2 separate regions of the Mus musculus genome follow, and region 2 is linked to region 1. A link is a contact called in public HiChIP or PLAC-seq data. All regions are on one chromosome and are shown on one strand. The core of a region is the stretch at or near the end of the contact, and the rest is flanking DNA. Distances in the headings are between cores, read along the strand shown.

Region 1 (4,210 bases), core at 1,310-3,809:
AGACACTGTGGGGGGTGGGAGGGGGAGGGACTGCAGGTGGGTTGGTTATAACACAGCAGGGACGTCTCTGGTGTAGGTCTCAAAGGCTGTCTGATAACAGACACAGACAGAGTGGGCAGTGGATAACTATCAAGGGGATTAACGGTAACCCAGGATGATTTGGGCTATTGATCTGTAGCATTCCAACTCTTCAGAACCACAAGGCTCTAATCAGTCAGTAACTCTTGCAGAATCTTGACCATGGGGTGGCTCTTTCAAGGAGCCTTGAACTGACACCTGCTGCATGCTGGTAACCCTTGACTGACACTTGCCTCAGGTCTGAAAAGGGGAGGAAGCCGGACCCAGAAAGGCGGGTCAAAATGGGAAGCTCTTGGTCAGGGTTGGGCAGGGACCAAGGGATCCTGAGATCACACCCTGGGCCACCCTAGTAACTGTCCTGGAGGAACAAAGATAATCCAAAGAGACACCTGTGCCTTTTCCTTGGCTATCAGAGCATTGGGATAATGGTCTCACTGGGAGAAGTCTCATGTTAGGAAAACTGGCTTCCAGACAGACTTCCGGCTTTAGAACAGGCTTGGGCTCTGCCTAATGATTTAATAAACCTGTACACACAGAAAGTAGAGTGGTGTTCACCAGGGTCCAGAGGAGGAGTAGGAGGGTGCCAGTCTTGGACGGGGATCATGTTTCATTCTGGGAAGATGTTTAAAAACTCCTGTGGATGGATGGTAGCGATGACTGGACAACAGTGTGAATGTACCCAGCACCACTGAACTCAGCTCTTATACGTGGTAAGAACGATAAATCTTGTTGTGTGTATGTTAGCTTAGTAAAAAAGTACTGAAAATATCCTGGAGGAAGTGAATCGAAGCCTCGGAGAGGACCAGGGAAAGCAAAACCCCAAGTTTGTGCTTCTCAAAGTATCCTGTTGGGAGTCAGCAAACGACGGTTCTCCAGGTTCCACTCTTACACACCTGGTGGACGTTTCTGGGAGAAAAGAGAGAAGCGTGGGACAGTGTCATGGCTTCAGTTCTAGAACCTTCTTTTGGCTACTGTGTTGTTCAGGGTTCTTTGGAGAGACAGAATCAGTAGAATGAATCTCTCTGTAAAAATGGATTTATTAGAGTGGCTTACAGGCTGTGGTCTGACTGGTCCAACAGTGGCTGTCTCCCGATGAAAGGCCAAGGCTCAGTAGTTATGCGGTCCACAAGGCTGGGTGTCTCTGGTGCCTTCAGTATGTGTCAGAATCCCAAAGCAGTGGGCTCTAAAGTCAGTGAAGGAATGAAGTTGTCAGTGAGAGTAAGGGCAAGCAGGCAGAGAACAGAAGATCCCTTCCTCCATGTCCTTTATGCAGGCTGCCACCCCCCCAGGTGTGGCCCAGATTAAAGGTGGATCCTCCCACCTACGATAAATGATCCAGTCCTCACAGGTGTAACCAGGATCTTGGGTTTTGGTTAATTCTAGTTACTACTACGAATAGCTAGTACAGTTCTCCACCCTGGTGATGATGGTGGTGATGTGTGTGTGTGTGTGTGCTTGTTTGTAGGCATGGGCAATGGCAGAGAAGCTTGCTATTTTTAGTCTTTCTGTTTCGTAATATCAAATATTTATGATTTTTCAAAATTACACAGACGTGTGTGGTGTGGGGGTTATGTGCACATGAGTCCCAGAGTCCAGAGGAGGGCATTGGCTCCGCTGGGATTGGAGTTACAGACAATTGTGGGCAATTGTGCCTATGCTGGGAACTGAACTCAGGTCCTCTGGAGGAGCATCCAGCACACTTAACCACTGAGCCATCTCTCCCGTCTTGAAATATGCCTTCTTAACCGCTAAGTCATCTCTCTAGCAGCTCTGTGCTGTAACATTGACAGCAAGGTAAACCCAGTATGCTTTCAAACATGGCCTCAACCTTCCTTATTACTTTGGGTTCATACTGAGTAACTCCTAAGATGAACGTGCCATCCTTTTCCCTGAAGCACAGCGAGCTTCATTTGTGTCTCCAGCGGACAGCCAGGAGCTTGTCGGTCCTTGCTTCCCACCAAGCTCAGCATCCCACTTTGCTCTGGTCCTATGAGGTCTTTATTGTGGTAGCATGGACACTCAGCCTAGGATAAAGAGAACCTCTGGCAAAAGTAGTTCACCTTCTCAGGGCAATTGAGGAAGAAATCATTAATCTCTTTATATTCATATTGGCTTTAAGTTTGTAGTCAGGTAAAGGCTCTTCTGTGTGGCCACAAACTCAGATTGGGTATTTGAGGTAAGAGGCAGCCGACAGTGCTGAGCAGTGTGAGTTGACCTTTTGGGCTTTGGCCAGCTTTTGGCCAGGGAACACAGCCAAGTCTATTTCTTGTCACCAGTGATCTCTAGTTCCGTGGCCAGTTTAAAGCTCCCCACCGATGCTCCATCTTTATCGGCACAGCCTCCAGCTGCTCTGGGTCATTTTAACTGAGCAGTGACTAGCAGTTTGAGGCTCCCTTGTTGAAGTGTTAGCTTCCTCCCTGAGAACTCTCTCTTCCAGCATCCTCTCAGCCAGGGTTTCCAGGGAGTTGTTGGACTGTTCAAAGAGGCCCTTTGACACCTAGCTTGGTTTCAAGCATCTGTCTGTCCCTTCCCTAGCATCTTGGAGCCACAGGCCCGGCTGCAGGGTATGGTGTGTGTGTGTGTGTGTGTGTGTGTGTGTGTGTGTGTGTGTGTGTGTGTGTGTGTGTGTGTATGTGTGTCCCTAGGCAGGTACAAACTTTCCTTTGTCTGGTCTTAATCTGTAGGCAATGGGCCTGTGGCTCTCCAGACTTACAGGCCATGGCTGGAGCAGTTGGGGTTTACAGTGTCAGGACCCCAGGAGGGTGACACACAGGCATTTGGAAAGAATCATTTTTTAGCAAGTTACTCTCTACTTGGGAATGCTCTTTGAACAATAGGACAGCTACTTAACTGGTGGCATTTGGGTTACAAAATAATTGGAAGTCTTTTGTCCCAAAAGACAATAAGGTTTTGCCAGACTCATTTAGGATGTGAAGCTGTGAGCCTTTCCACCGGCCGGCCGCAGCGGCCAGAACGCAGTGTTCTCTGCGACAGGGATCCCCAGCTCTTTAGTGGTTCTCTTGCCAGCTTTGCAGAAGGTGGAGGGACAGCTGTCCCTCTGGGGCTCCCTCTGTTCCCGTTTGAATTCTGAAGCCAAGCTGGTGGGTGCTCCAAGCTGGTGGGTGCTCCAAGCTGGTGGGTGCTCCAAGCTGGTGGGGCTCTGATACTGTGGTGAGCATGGTTCTGGGCAGGGGGTGACAGAGAGACAGGGGACACTAGGATAGCAAAATGACCACATCAGCTACCCCAGAGCTGTAATGGGCCAAATATGTGGTTATAAAGTAACAGGGAACAGAAATCTGTCATTTAACTGCCTGTCACCAAAGTCATCATCTCAGTTTGGAACAAAGAGAAAGGAGAAAGGATGAACTTGGAGGGAGGCAAGGCTCAGGGCTGAGGCAGGCTTTGGGGAGTCAGAGTGAGATCTCAGGAGTTAACTACAAACTTCTGATTCATTCATTCATTCATTCATTCATTCATTCATTCATTCATATTCATTCTCTGTCTCTCTGTCTCTCCGTGTCTCTTTCACTGAGACTTGGAACTTGCCAATTAGACTAGGCTGCCTAGATGGAGAACCCTAGATATCCTCCTGTTTCTCTACCTCCTGCGAGCTAGGGTTACAGGTGTGTACCACCCTGCTCAGCTTTGTCTATGGCGTGGTATTTTTGTGAGCTTGACATATGTCCTTGCCAATGGGAATGCATTTTTCTGTGTCCACACCATGTAGAGATCAAAGGTCAACACTGCATGTCTTTCTTCATCTTTAATATTTTTTAAAAAATATTTATTTATTTAATGTATGTGAGTACACTGTTGCTGTCTTCAGATACACCAGAAGAGGGCATTGGATCCCCATTACAGATGGTTGTGAGCCACCATGAGGTTGCTGGGAATTGAACTCAGGTCCTCTGGAAGAGCAGTTAGTGCTCTTAAACGCTGAGCCATCTCTCCAGCCCTTCATCTTTAATTTTTAAAAATGCATTTTATATCTATTTACCTTACGTGTATAGGTGTGTTTTCTGCATTTATGCCTATGTACCGCCCACATGACTGGTGCCAGGGCAAGACAGGTATGGGCATGGGATCCCCTGAAAATGGAGTTAGATATGCTGGTGAGTGTCATGTGGGT
Region 2 (3,850 bases), core at 69-2,568, 420 kb after region 1:
TGCTCTCAGGCTGTGCTGAGAGACGCAGCACTGTAGTGTCTCTGTCTAGCTCCAAGTGTCCCTACTGCCCAAAGGACAGTCTGGAGCCACACAGTACCATAAACTGAGGAGACCCACGGAAGCCAATACCCTTCCATGCCTCCATCCCAGATGGGTCCCATTGTGTTACACAAATGCAGTCTCATGACCTGGAGAAAGATTTTCTGTCATGAAAATAAAACACAACCAGAAAACCAGCATTATTATTCAAGATTACTTAATTCTAAAATTACTATCATCAACACCCAGTGTCTTAAGCACATGTAAGCACTCCTACCCACAAACCACACATCTGGGCTGGAGAGATGGCTCAGTGTTTAAGAGCACATAGCACCAACCGCTCTTCCAGAGGTCCTGAGTTCAATTCCCAGCAACCACATGATGGCTCACAACCATCTGTAATGGGGTCTGATGCCCTTTTCTGGTGTGTCTGAAGAGAGCAATTATATATATGTAGAACCATTCTCCTGTCTCTAAACTAGAACATGTGGCTTTTTTTTTTCCAGACAGGGTTTCTCTGTGTAGCCCTAGCTGTTTTGGAACTCACTCTGTAGATCAGGCTGGCCTCGAACTCAGAAATTCTCCTGCCTCTGCCTCCCAAGTGCTGGGATTAAAGGCGTGTGCCACCACGCCCGGCCAACATGTGGCTTTTTATTCTGATAAACGCAATTATATAGAGAAAGAATCCAAACAGAGGCAGGATGTGGTTCACATCTGCAATCCTCACATGAGAAGTTGAGGCAAGATTCCTTTTTTATCCCAGCATGTGTGTACGCATGTGTGTGTTGTATGGGTATGTCTGTAGGCATGCGTGTGTATATGTATGTGAAGGATGGTCTGTGTGTAAGCATGTACATATGTGTGTGTGCATGTACACGCAGGCTGGACATCCACATGAGGGATTTGCTCAGTCACTCTTAAGCCCCGTATGGCGCTTACTTACTTGTTTGCTCTGTGTATCATGAAGACATGTCAGGAGACCGCTTGCAGAGCCACTCTAACCTCATCAATGAGCTTCAGGCTGAGTGACAGATTCTGTCTCCAACACCCACTTGCCAGTGTCTAAGGAACAACCCCGATGGAGTTGCTGTCTGGCCTAGCCCACACGTGCTCACATGGGATGCCCCACACAAACACAGGAACACATATACACAAATACCCAAGACTCAGATGAAAACAACAGGCAGAAGGCCAGCATCCGCAGAAGGCAGTGGGAGGAAGAGGCTGGCTTCCCCAGATCTTGTCTTAGGGAGCCCAGTCAGCTTTCTGTTACTAAAATGAGGTTCCTGCAGCTGGGTACTAAATAGGGGGAAGTTTAGTTCCAGTTCTGGAGGCTTCTGAGCATGGGTTCAGGATGAGCAGGGAGCCAGGAGCTCAGGGTTGGGGTTCCCACCTCTAACACTTCACTCTTACAAGAACTAGTTCAAGGTCCTGGGGGAAAGACCTTCATCCCTCTGAAGGAAGCAACCAGGGGTCTCTCCTGGGCTCCACCCAACCGTCAGAATTCAGACAGCCTCTACTCCTGAGCTGTCTTCTAGTCACCTGTCTGATGAACCCTACCTTGCAAGATATGTTCTGTGCAAAGATGTTGGATATTATTCTGTATTTATGCTCCTGCACTCCTCCTTGAGAAGTGTCTGTCTGTGACTTACTGGGTATTTTCAGGTGCTGAATTTCTTTTAGTTTATCATGTAATTTAGACATTAACCCTTATCAGATGCACAGCAGACAAAGCTCCCCCCATTCTACAGGCTGCTAGTTCAATCAGCTTGATGTTTCCTTCCATGTAAGAACCTTTGTAAGTTCAATTACTTTAGGGAAAGAGAGAATAGTATTACAGACAAACAAACGGACCCATCTGTGTCCACCCAGTTCTCAGAACACATCAAGAAAGCTGTGTGGAGTCCACATCCCAGCACTCAGGAAACAGAGACAGGAAGATCAGAAGTTCAAGGCCAACCTCAGCTATGTAGGAAGGGCTACATGATACCCCATGTCAAAACACCAAAGTAACTCAAACCTAGTTCCCTTCAGAGACAGCATGAGCCAACCGTGACCCAAGCCAACCGTGACCCGGCCAAGACAGAGTTTTCTGTCTGCAATCCTCTCCTCTCTCGGTCTCTCTTCTGTTTCCCTAAGACCACGTGGAAAAGACCCATGTCTATGGAGCATGAAACAGTCCTGACCTGTTGGCCCAGAGTGTGTGACTGAGGAGGCTCCGGGCTCGTCTTTCCATTTAAGACACAGACAGTAATTTCACACAGTTCTAATAACTCAGCCCACCTGACAGATGCAACTGAAGCCCAGAGAAGCTGGGTCAGTGAGCGTGGCTGAGGTGGGCAGGGCCCTTATGGCTGCTGAGATAGGCACATTCTCCAGCCCCTGTTTAGACTTAATTCCCATTCTAGGAACCCAAAGACAGACTTGGGGGTTTCCCTGGATCTCTTTGTCCCTCCTCTCGATGTAGCCACAGAAAATGAATCTCATTTTTTCTGTTTTTCACTTTTGACTCTTCTAACTGGTTGGACCTGACTCTGGACGTATGTGGTAACCCAAGTTAAATGATATCACAGGGTTTGTGGAACACCTATGCTGTGCAGAGGTGACCTCCAGATACACAACAGCCCAGGAAAGACCCGGCATGTGTCCCACAGCAGAACCTCGGTCTTTTCAAACACGAATCCCAAGTGCAAGTTGAAAGCCAATTTTCTAGAGAGGTAATTACATAATCCACTTTTTACAGTCAAGCTTTGCTGCAGCGTAATTACTTGAGCAAAAGGAAAATAAATACTCAAATGAATATTAGTGCAGTAATCATGGAGATGGATGCTGAAGGCAGAGCCTCCCTGGCTTTAGTGACTTCTATGAGGCACGGACAGAGCTGTTCTGGGGCTGTGCTGGGCTCGCAGGATGAGCAGGCACAACAGAGGAGCCCCACCCCCAGCCCTGGGACCAGCACAGACTGCAAACAACCCCCTCCGTTCTTCCTGTCTCCTGGCAGCCTTTGCTCAATTCACAATGAACTTGGAACCCAAATGGCTCTATTGTGTGGCAGGTACCTTCCCACAGTGCGAAGAAGACTCACAGAAGACACAAACAAACAAGAACAAACTCAATTAAGACACTGTTCATTTACTCTTGCAGCAAACATGAACTAAGCCCTTGCTCAGACTGGTAGCAAGCCAGCACTGCGGTAGTGTCCCTGAAGAGAGACAGCTGCTCACCTTGTGAAGACCACATTCAAAGTGGAACACAGTACAATGCCTGTGCCCAGACAAACTGCAAGGAGGTGGCACACCACACAGGGATGGCATCCACCCAGAGAGGAAGGCTGTAAGGAAAGGAGGGTTAGCACAGGACTGGAGAAAAGATGCGGGCAGGTGAATGTTAGCAGAGGCATGCACCTCCACAGAGACCAAGGGGCCTTGGAGAGCCAGAGGCATGGAGAAAACTGACAAAGGACAGAGATGCTTGCAGTAACTACAGAGGCTACAGGACCCAGCCCTGTATGCTGAGAGTGCACCACCTCAGAAGAGCTGTAGGGACAGAGCCCTGCACTTCTGCCCGGCAGGCACCTCACGGGCTCCAGCACTTCCATGCTGAGGCTCTCCTCTGATTCTTCCCTTCCTTGTCCACCTACTTGCTCTTCCAGCAGCAGGCTCTAACTGTGCCCTGAAAGGCACCTGCTTTGGGCTGTAGAAAGTATCCCAGATGAAAACGGCCCACTTCAAGGCATCTGTGGTGGTTTGGGGTGACCGTCAGCTACAGAAGGGAGTAGCCACAGAGGTGCCAAGAAGGCCAGTGCTGAGCC

The links. HiChIP or PLAC-seq counts read pairs in DNA pulled down with a chosen protein or histone mark.
Region 2: a contact with region 1 is called in an H3K27ac HiChIP or PLAC-seq map of microglia, with 5 times the contacts expected there. The contact joins two enhancer-like sites. A contact is called at or near these places in 1 of 39 promoter capture datasets (cranial neural crest) and 2 of 115 datasets of contacts at active chromatin or transcription factors (cardiomyocytes and microglia).

Annotation. Positions count from the first base shown.
Region 1 is chr8:125,081,577-125,085,786 of GRCm38.p6, forward strand. The region is part of intron 1 of Disc1 (disrupted in schizophrenia 1); the gene reads left to right. Among named protein-coding and RNA genes, the nearest start is that of Disc1, 29 kb to the left of the region's middle. RefSeq lists an enhancer at 1,788-3,344. Within about 2 kb of position 2,560, at least 84 of the 459 cell types and tissues checked have an H3K27ac peak or open chromatin away from gene starts, as enhancers often do. A contact at or near this core is called in microglia, where this site is marked.
Region 2 is chr8:125,501,798-125,505,647 of GRCm38.p6, forward strand. The region is part of intron 2 of Sipa1l2 (signal-induced proliferation-associated 1 like 2); the gene reads right to left. Among named protein-coding and RNA genes, the nearest start is that of 4930566D17Rik, 19 kb to the right of the region's middle. Within about 2 kb of position 1,319, at least 30 of the 459 cell types and tissues checked have an H3K27ac peak or open chromatin away from gene starts, as enhancers often do. A contact at or near this core is called in microglia, where this site is marked.